Linked DNA regions of Sus scrofa: region 2 is linked to region 1. The links are chromatin contacts, called in public promoter capture Hi-C maps. All regions are on one chromosome and are shown on one strand. The core of a region is the stretch at or near the end of the contact, and the rest is flanking DNA. Distances in the headings are between cores, read along the strand shown. Region 1 holds the start of C3H2orf42 (chromosome 3 open reading frame, human C2orf42). Region 2 holds the start of AAK1 (AP2-associated protein kinase 1).

The links. Promoter capture Hi-C pulls out the DNA fragments that hold promoters and counts their contacts.
Region 2: a promoter capture Hi-C map of liver shows a contact between it and region 1, with 4 times the contacts expected there. The contact joins the promoter of AAK1 here to the promoter of C3H2orf42 in region 1. A contact is called at or near these places in 1 of 5 promoter capture datasets (liver) and 1 of 2 datasets of contacts at active chromatin or transcription factors (skeletal muscle).

Annotation. Positions count from the first base shown.
Region 1 is chr3:72,286,850-72,291,659 of Sscrofa11.1, forward strand. C3H2orf42 (chromosome 3 open reading frame, human C2orf42) reads left to right here and starts at 2,735. Exons shown (of 10, transcript NM_001243818.1): 1 at 2,735-2,787.
Region 2 is chr3:72,791,743-72,796,552 of Sscrofa11.1, forward strand. It overlaps AAK1 (AP2-associated protein kinase 1), which reads left to right and starts at 2,235. Exons shown (of 21, transcript XM_021087408.1): 1 at 2,235-2,590; 2 at 2,894-3,305. The coding sequence starts at 3,143. It overlaps LOC102163904 (a long non-coding RNA gene), which reads right to left and starts at 2,068. Exons shown (of 6, transcript XR_302389.3): 1 at 1,820-2,068; 2 at 1,232-1,383.

The sequences.
Region 1 (4,810 bases), core at 1,485-3,984:
TTCCAAAGGAAACAGTTTGGGGGGTGGGGGGATGCTCTATAAAATTGGATTGTGATGATCATTGTACAACTACAAATGTAATAAATTCATTGAGTAATTTTAAAAAGTTAATCATTAACAAAAAATAAAACAAAAAATAATGAGAGAATTAAGTGAAGTGACTAGGTAAAAAATATTAACATGCTGAAAATTAACATACTATGGGAGTTCCTGTTGTGGCTCAGCAGAAACAAATCTGACTAGTATTCATGAGGATGCAGGTTCAATCCCTGGCCTCGTTCAGTGGGTTAAGGATCCAGCATTTCCATGAGCTTTGGTGTAGTTAACAGATGCTGCTTGGATCCTGCGCTGCCGTGGCTGTGGCATAGGCCAGCAACTACAGCTCCAATTCGACCCCTAGCCTGGGAACCTCCATATGCCTTGGGTGCGGTCCCAAAAAAAAAAAAAAAAAATTACATACCATAACAAACCACTACTTGAGACAATTACGCAATTCTGAGAATTCTATTTATGAGAAGACCGCTCAGAAATTACTTCTATGATGGCAATACTTCTTCAAAGTCTCTTCTATGAAGAAGGAAAAAACATGAGTGTCTGGCTTGGAAGAAAGAAATCTCTTTTATTTATATGGAGTTCCCAGGCCAGGAATCATATATGAGCCACAGTTGTGACCCACACCACTGCTGCAGCAACCCTGGATCCTTGAATCCACTGTGCCAGGTGGGTATGGAACTTTCATCCTGGTGCTGGCAGAAACACTGCCAATCCCCTTGTGCCACGGTGGGAACTCTAAGAAACCTCTTTCAGAATGGGGCTGCTTGATAGCTTCCTTCCTGACTGGAACATACAATGTGTCACCACTGAAAACCCACAGATCTCTTAGGATGCATTTGGGCAACTCCATTGAAAAAAAATGTAAACACTCTCTCAACAACAAGGTCTCTCAATTGTGGTACTATTGATATTTTGGTCCAGATAATTCTTTGTTGTAAGGGCTGTCCTGTGCATTGCAGGATCTTTAACAACAGCCATGGTGTCCATTAGAGGTGTAGCAGTGCTCCCAGTTGAGAAGAGCTGCTTTAATCACTTGGCACTACAACAATCAAAAACACAACCAGGCATTGAGACCCCACAGTATTATTAGGTGATCATCTAGACAATCCAGGATATACTGATGATCATTTAAAAACTTATAAATTGAGGAGTTCCTGTCATGGCACAGTGGTTAATGAATCCGACTAGGAACCATGAGGTTGCAGGTTCGATCCCTGGCCTTGCTCAGTGGGTTAAGGATCCGGCGTTGCCATGAGCTGTGGTGTAGGTCACAGACGCATCTTGGATCTGGTGGTGCTGTGGCTGTGGTGTAGGCAGCTACAGCTCCGATTTGACCCTTAGCCTGGGAACCTCCATATGCTGCAGTTGCAGCCCTAAAAAAAAAGAAAAAAAAAAAACCTTATAAATTGAAATAAGCAAAATTGGAAAAATTTCCTGGAAAAAATGTGCCCACCTCCCCCTACCTCCAGTTTAAGAAACAACATAACAAACCTTAATCTTGGAAAAGTCCATTTGTCTTATTAATAGTTGAGAAGACTAAGGTTCTGCTAACTAAAGAATGTCACTCACCATCTGGTTCCACAAGGTTAAAGTCATTATCCACTGCAGTCACAGACTTTCAGTTTGCAGATTAGGATTGAGGTACTCTCTGCTCTGGGAAAACTGGCAAAACAGGACTTCAGATAAATATTTTCAGAAGAAGATTTTATGAATCCATTTTTTTGTATCTTCCCATACTTAGAAGAGCACTAAAATTACTAGCTAAGATAGCTGTGTCCTGTGACCAGAAGCAACCTTCTAACAAGATGTGTGCTTGATTGCACATACTCCTTCTCTTAGATATATGACCTCCCTCCATATCTTTTTGGAGCTCTTCCTCAGAACTATCTGAGAGGCTGTCTCTGGGCTTATAGTCTTATAACCCAGAATACAACTGAACCACAGTTCTCACCTTTTTATTTATTCATACTATTTCATGTGACAGTTCTCAGCCACCCAGTCCACAGTGCCATCACTAATAAGGAGCAGTATGAAAGCCAAAGGTGTAGGAAATCTCATTCCAGAGTTTTCCCACACACAGGCCTCACCCTTGACACATTTTAACTCATGAACTATTGTCAACAAAGAGTATTCAGATTTATTCTGTGTGATTCCAATAATCAAAACTAGGTCACACCAGAAGCCAATAACAACTCATTATAAGGGAAACATTCAAGTAATATGTCAGAGTGTAATTAAGGGAGAAAAAGATGACCTGATGCAAACACACAAGTGATAGAAACAACGAATTCTTTGGTGAACAAGACTCCCTTGACAGAACACTAAATCGCTCGCATCTGACATCTGCTAATAATGCAGAAAATCTAAGGAGATTTTTTTCATCAATGGTCAATGGAATTCTACTCAGACTTAGGACTCGCTCAGGCCTAAAACAGTGACGACTAATCCTAGAGCTCTGGGCTTCCAGCACCAGCAGGGTCGGCCAGAAGCACTCTAGGCACAGCAAAGAACCTAAACTGTACAGTCGTCAGGTCAGCGTAGATTCCACCATCGGATTCCGCAGCAATAGTCAGCTGGCTCCAAAAGGAGGAAACTACAACTCCCGTCAGACAACGCGAGCCCAGGTAGGCGTGCTCTAGCCGCGCGTGGGCGGCTCTGACCAATAGCGACTGTCGTTACAGCGAACAGTTTGGCCGCGTTTGTAAAAGGACGCGGCAGGAGAAGAGAGAGGAGGTGAGGGCGGTCATCAGCGTGGGGGCCTAGGGCCGCGGGGTGGGTTGCGCAGGGCAGGTAAGGGGGGCTGTGCTAAAAGAAGGGGGGTGCGGCTATGGGACAAGGACGTAGAGCCGGGAGTCCCGGCGCATAGCGTGTCCCGAGGGCAGGGTACCGGCCAGGTGATGCTTCTGCTCGGGCCTACTTAGGACCGGAAGTAAGCGGTCGCGCGGGGAGGCTGCCGGGAAGCTGGTCCCGGGTAGTGCGTCAAGGGGCAGGCGGTCCCGGAAGCCAGGTGGGAGGTGATCGTCCTGCAGGCCGCGTGACTGGGCTGTGGTCGGCTTAGCCCCGGTGGCCTTTCTCCATTATCCTGAGGCATCGCAGGGCAAATGGAAGCACCCCGGACCTGGAATTGAGAGTCCTGGCTTATGGTCCTGCCCTTTCCTCTCACTTGTGGTTTGACAAGGAATCCAGATTGCAAACTCACGTTAAGTTATCTGGAGACTGGCTGAGGGATGTTAATCAAATCACTACTTTCTCTGAGCCAACTTCTTCATCTCCAAGATGGGTAAAATAGTACCTACTTCACAGGATCGTGGTGAGCAATACATAGCAATACATGAGTAAATGCATGGGAAGGGCTTACTTGTACTCAGTAAACATTAGCAAGTTTATGTCTTATTCAAGGTGACCCTTTATTCTCTTCACTTACTGTGCTTCACAAGCATTAAACAGCATTCACCAAACTGTATAGCCCTGCAAAGAGTAACGGGCTGAAAACCCAGTAGTTCAAGGAATGTTCGTGGGGTAGCTCTTCCAGCCCCAGTCCCTTTAACGCCATCTGATTGAGGAGGCTGTTTAGTAAACTTGCTGGGGAAGAGGAGACCCTTTCTTAGGCAGGATTCAAATATAGGTTGTTTACAAGTTGTGTTACTTGTTTATATATGCTTTCAGCATAGAATCTAACAAGTAATACTAGTAACGGTTTAAAATTCAGATAGTACAAAACAGCGAATTGTACATCTCCCTCCCACTTTGTATTTTTCAAGTCCCCAGTCACTTCTTCTGAGACAACAGATTCTGAATCAGATTGAGAATGATTTTAGAACCCTATAAGTATATGAGGATGGGGGTTTGATCCCTGGCCTTGCTCATTGGGTTAAGGATCTGGCATTGCCGTAAGCTGTGGCACAGGTTGAAGACGTGGCTGTGGAGTAAGCTGGCAGCTGCAGCTCTAGTTTTCGACCCCTGGCCTGGAAACTTCCATATGTCATAGCTGTAGACTTAGAAATCAAAACAGTGGCGTTCCCATCGTGGCTCAGTGGTTAACGAACCCGACTAGTATTCATGAGGACTCCGGTTCCATCCCTGGCCTTGCTCAGTGGGTTAAGGATCTGGCGTTGCCATGAGCTGTGGTGTATGTCACAGACATGGCTTGGATCCCAGGTTGTTGTGGCTGTGGCTTAAGCTGGCAGCTCCAGCTCCAGTTTAACCCCTAGCCTAAGAGCTTCCATATGCCATGGGTGGGGCCCTAAAAAAAAAAACAAAAGACCAAAAAAAAAAAAAAAAAAGAGAGAGAGAAATCAAAATGGAACAAACAAACAAACAAAATACTTCAGTGAATAACCTTATATGTTTCTCATTTCACATGGGAGTATACCTGTAAGACAATTTCTTAGTGGAGTTACTGGGTCGAAGGAATAGGCAGAGAAGACATCAGATAATCCCCAATTGGGGGACATAATATAAAATACTCAACTCTTCAAAGTTGTCAAGATTATGAAAAACAAGGAAAGATGAATTCATAGATCAGATAAGACTAAGGAGATATGATGACTAAATGCAATGTGGTATCTTGGATTGGATCCTGGGAGAGAAAAAGGACAAAGTTTAGAGTTTAATTAGTAAACTAAATTCCAATGTTGATTTCTTAGTTTTGACAAATATCCTGTGGTAATATATGTTGTAAACATTAGGGGAATCTGGGTGAAAGGTATCTGGGAACTCTGTTCTTTCTTTGCAACTTTTCTGAAAATGTGAAATT
Region 2 (4,810 bases), core at 985-3,484, 500 kb after region 1:
TTCCCCCGTCCGGGGGTCAAACCCTCGCCACAGCAGTAACCAGAGCCTCAACAGTGACACTAGATCCTCAACTTACTGAGTGGCCAGGGAAATCCTCTTCTTTTTAAAACATCCTCCCTCAGATTCTGATCAAAGCATCCAGACAGAGACTCAATAAATACCTTAATCCTAAGGGATAAAAACACATTTTTGTATCTCAGAAGTAAGACGTGGAATTTGCATAAGTGTAGCCTAGTCTAGTGTAGGAAAGTCTAGAAAGGTAAAAACTGAGATAGCAACAAATTCTAGGACTCAACAGGGCTTCTTCTTTTAAAAAGTCAGGCAAGGAGTTCCCGTCGTGGCGCAGTGGTTAACGAATCCGACTAGGAACCATGAGGTTGTGGGTTCGGTCCCTGCCCTTGCTCAGTGGGTTAACGATCCAGCGTTGCCGTGACCTGTGGTGTAGGTTGCAGACGCGGCTCGGATGCCCCGTTGCTGTGGCTCTGTCGTAGGCCCGTGGCTACAGCTCCGATTCAACCCCTAGCCTGGGAACCTCCATATGCCGCAGAAGCGGCCCAAGAAATAGCAACAACAACAACAAAAGACAAAAAAAAAAAAAAAAAGTCAGGCAAGATTAACAGATGCAGAGAAAGATGGAGGTCCATGAATGTAATTCCAAATAAGCTCTCCCATCTATTTTAAGATCTATTCCAAACTTCCTTGAAGAAAATCTAGCCTTTTAAGGAAAGTGCAGAGAACATGTCTCCTGTAGTCTTGCTTTGAGGGAATGTTTTAGCAGGTGCTACATTCCACCCTAGAGGTGGCTGCAAGAATCTGTGAACTGAGGTGACAACACAGATTCCCTCCAGAAGAAAAGAAGCTGTCTCTACACAGGAAGTTTAACTACAATGATCTACCTGAGACAAAAAGAAGGAAAAGAAAGAAGAGGAATAAGGAAAAGAGGGAGAGGGAGAAGGAGAACCAGGAAGAGGAGGAAGAAGAGAAAGCAGCAGCATAAACCTCTCACAGCTCAGTTCAATTTTCAGATTAGAGAAAGCAAGAACCATCCTCCCTGCCCCGCCCCGCCCCCACATCTTCTCAAGTGTCTGCAGAAAAAATCTGGAACTAATTTACAAGCCAAGAAGGCTCTCGCAGAATTAGGGCGAGCAGGTGGAAGTGAGAAATAACCCATATTTAGGGATTTGGAAAATCATGGATTTGCGGAGGGGGATGGGCAGGGATTTGACACTACCTTCAGCACCATCCATCAGGAAATCTAGGAATGGAGAAGGGTCCCAAGATGCCTTCCAAATCTTCTGCATTTGGCAGAGGTAAATCACGCTGTCCACCCCCACTCTCAGCAGTTGGACGATATCAGGATAAAATAGGCATCATGGGGGGGATCTTGAAGTGAAAAGAAATAACAGGTCAGCCTAGAGTTCTTGTATGGAAGGGGGTTAGTGAAGGTCAGGCCCACCCACAGCAACAGAAAAGGTGGCAGAATGCAGGGTCACCGTGAGACAAGCCCCAAAGTTTGGGTTCAAACCAAAGGTTTGGGTCTCCTGATACCCTACGATCTGCCCTGCACACGCTCTTTAACTTTCTCAGTTTGAGTCGCGCCTGTAGATTTCCTGAAAAGACAACGTCTTATGAGGACTAGCTCAGCTGAGCTGGTTCTTAGTAACATCTGAAGCTGGAGGAGGAAGGGCTCCAGGCTTATTTATGTTAGGGTTGGCGTTTGGGTGTGGTCTGGTAAAACAAAAACCAAAAAAAAAACCCCAAAATCCAAAAACCAAAAACATCTGCCAGCAAAATTTCCGGGTCACCCTCAGTCTTTCACCTCTGTCTGCCCAGGTGTCGAAGGTACGCCCAGCAGGACCCGCTAGGGGCTGAGCGGTTAAGCTGCGTCCTTCAGGTGTCAGCCGGGATATGCTTGGAAACCACAATCCCCAGAATCCCTTGTGCAGATCAAGCCTCAAATAAGATGGCTCCACAAGAGTGGAACATAGAGAGCAGGCTGGAAACGCTAGTCCCTAGCAGTTTTCTCGCCGGATGTTTAACCGAATCCTCACAAATGCACCACCCCACTAACCACCTTGCGGCGGAGGAGGCCACCGCAGCCGCCTCGCTCGCTCCTCCACGGGTATCTTGGGAGTTGTAGTCCAGCTGCTGGGATGCGCCGAACTACCTTTCCCATGGTGCCTTAAGGGTCGGGCAATATCAACGTTCTTTTCCAAAACTCTCCCCGCATTGAGGTCCCCCCCCCCGCCCCTTTCCCCAGCTCTCTACTCTCCGACGACTCCTTCCCGCTGGTTGTGAGAGAGCGGCTGCAGCTGGAGGCCTTGGCCTCTAGCCGCGCCGTCCCGAGAGGCACTTCCGGCGGCGTTTCACTTCCTGGTTGGATGGATGGAGCCGGGCGGGAGCGCGCACGGGGGAGGGGTGGCGGGTCAGTCTCCGCCGGGCGCTCCGGGGATCAGCTGGCGGGCGGGCGCCGAACGCTGCCCCGGCTCTAGCTGCAGCGCCGCCTCCTCACAGCTTCGCAGGCCGGCCCGGCGGCCGTGACAATGTTGCGGGGCTGGTAGCTGGGCGCCGGCCCGCCGAGCCATCTCAAGTGGGTGCCGCCGGGATGCTCTCTCGCGGGGCGGCGGGAGACCGGGGAGGAGGGGAGGCAGTGTCCAGCTGGGTCGGTGCTGCCGGAGGCGGCCCGAATCCCTCCTTTTTCAGAACCCTGGGCAAGAGGGTCCAGGGTTCTGGGGCTGAGAACCGGTGGGTTTTCAGCCCCAGGGTTTTTCTCCCTTAGAAAATGCATGAAGCGTTTCCCCAGGATGATGGCTTTTGCTCCCCCTAGGACTCAGCGGTTGAATTTTTAAGTGTGTTACTGATTCATCCTCTCTCTCTCCCTCTGTCATCACAGGTTTAAACTTACACGAATCGCTCTGTTGAGGAGGAGGGGACCGCCGCGCGATTGACACGCATATTCCTATAGGCATCCTCCCCCAGCCCCCACCCCCACGGCCGGATTCGGGTGGCTCCTCTCCGAGCTGAAATCCGAGAAGAAATCCTTGGATCTCTTGTTTTCTTAAAAAAAAAAAAAAAAAAAAAAAAATCAAAAAAAAAATCTAGAAACCGTCGGTATTTTGCTTTACTGCTTCCTTTCCGCAAGATGAAGAAGTTTTTCGACTCCAGGCGAGAGCAGGGAGGCTCTGGCCTGGGCTCCGGCTCCAGCGGAGGAGGGGGCAGCACCTCGGGCCTGGGCAGTGGCTACATCGGAAGGGTCTTTGGCATTGGGCGACAGCAGGTTACTGTGGACGAGGTGTTGGCGGAAGGTACGGTGGGACTCTTTCAGTGCGCCGTAAATTAAAATCCTGTGCTGATGCAGCAGGACTCTGGTTTCTAGTTGTTGAATGTATGAACGGCTCTAGACCGGTTGACCCTCCCTCCCTTCCCCCTTTCCTTGCCCTGTGAGTCATTGTCCTTGAGAAATTTAAAACTGAGATTTGAAAGTGACAAGGATTTGTGGGTAGAAGAAGGTTGCCAGAAATTGTTTACCTCGGTGGCCTTATATTTAAAAAAAAAAAAAACCAAAAACATTTTCAAGCCCATTCTTGTCTCCCTCACCGAATTATGAAGATTAGGCAGAAAACGTTTGTGTGAAAGTGTAGAACTTCACATCAAATGTAGGGTTTGGGGCTTGTCATCCTCCTAAAACTTGAAATATTATGTGAGGGCTGAAGGGTGGGGATGGAGGACCTTTAAGGAGAGAGAGGGGTTTTTCCTCCTACCCAACTTTCCCACTCCATGAGCAGGCATTGGAAGGAAGAGAGGATTTTCAGAGAATAGGAATGTGTTTTTCTCAGAGTCACGGCTCTTGGTGGATTTCACTAGGTTTGTTTCCTGACCCAACTGTAATCAGGTCCCCAGGATGCAGTTTAGATAACAGAAATTACATGAAATGAATGTAGTTATTTTGAAATCAGTCCAATAGGCCCCTCTTCCTCCTGTTCTTGGTTTTGGGGTGTGTGTGTTTGCCAAAAGAATGACTTGAGAGTAGCATCTGATTTTTGCTTTTCGTTTATTGGAGAGGAGGTTATTTAGATCTGCTGTGTAAATACCTTACATGTGTGCTCTTCTGTATATCTACAGATACGTATAAATGTATTTTTATCTATAGCCCCCAGGCTTTCTGGAAATCTTTGCATGTCGCTTTTGGTAACCTTAACCTCGACCTTCATAATTATGCCAGACTCATACTTTTCACAGCCCATTGCCTGCCTAGTGTGCTTTTATTTTTAATAAAAGCAGCAATTTCCTTGGCATGAAGCTATTCAAACTAATTGGATTGGGCCAACCTGCTGTAGGTTGTTTTTTATCGGCTGAGAGGGGATGGCTGAAGGGGAGGCCTCTGTCACTGCAATATGGTGGGGGAGCAGTTTAATACTGGGGAAGGAGACTTTTTGCAAGCTGAGGTTGGAGCAAGGGTCCCGACCTGGGTTTGGGAAATGCCTGTCATGGTGAGTGTTGCAGGCAGTGGGTTGGGAGGAGGAAGAAGCTGTGTTTGGCTCTCAGCTTATGTCAGCACAGGATTCAGTTGGGCCCAGTTTTCCAGGATTGGGGGTTGAAGCCGTTGGTTTAAAAACACTGTTTTAAAGAAGATCTGGCAATTGATGTCCTCGTGAAATTGTTGCTCTTTTCCATTCTCACTAGTGCTCTAGCTGGACTTAATCCGGGGCCTGAGTCACTGTCCCTGTGGCCCTTTCTTTGTGGGCTTTGGTGCAGGATGGGAGATGCTCTGTGCCCGATGCCAGATCCGCACCCTTGAGTCTGATCTGTC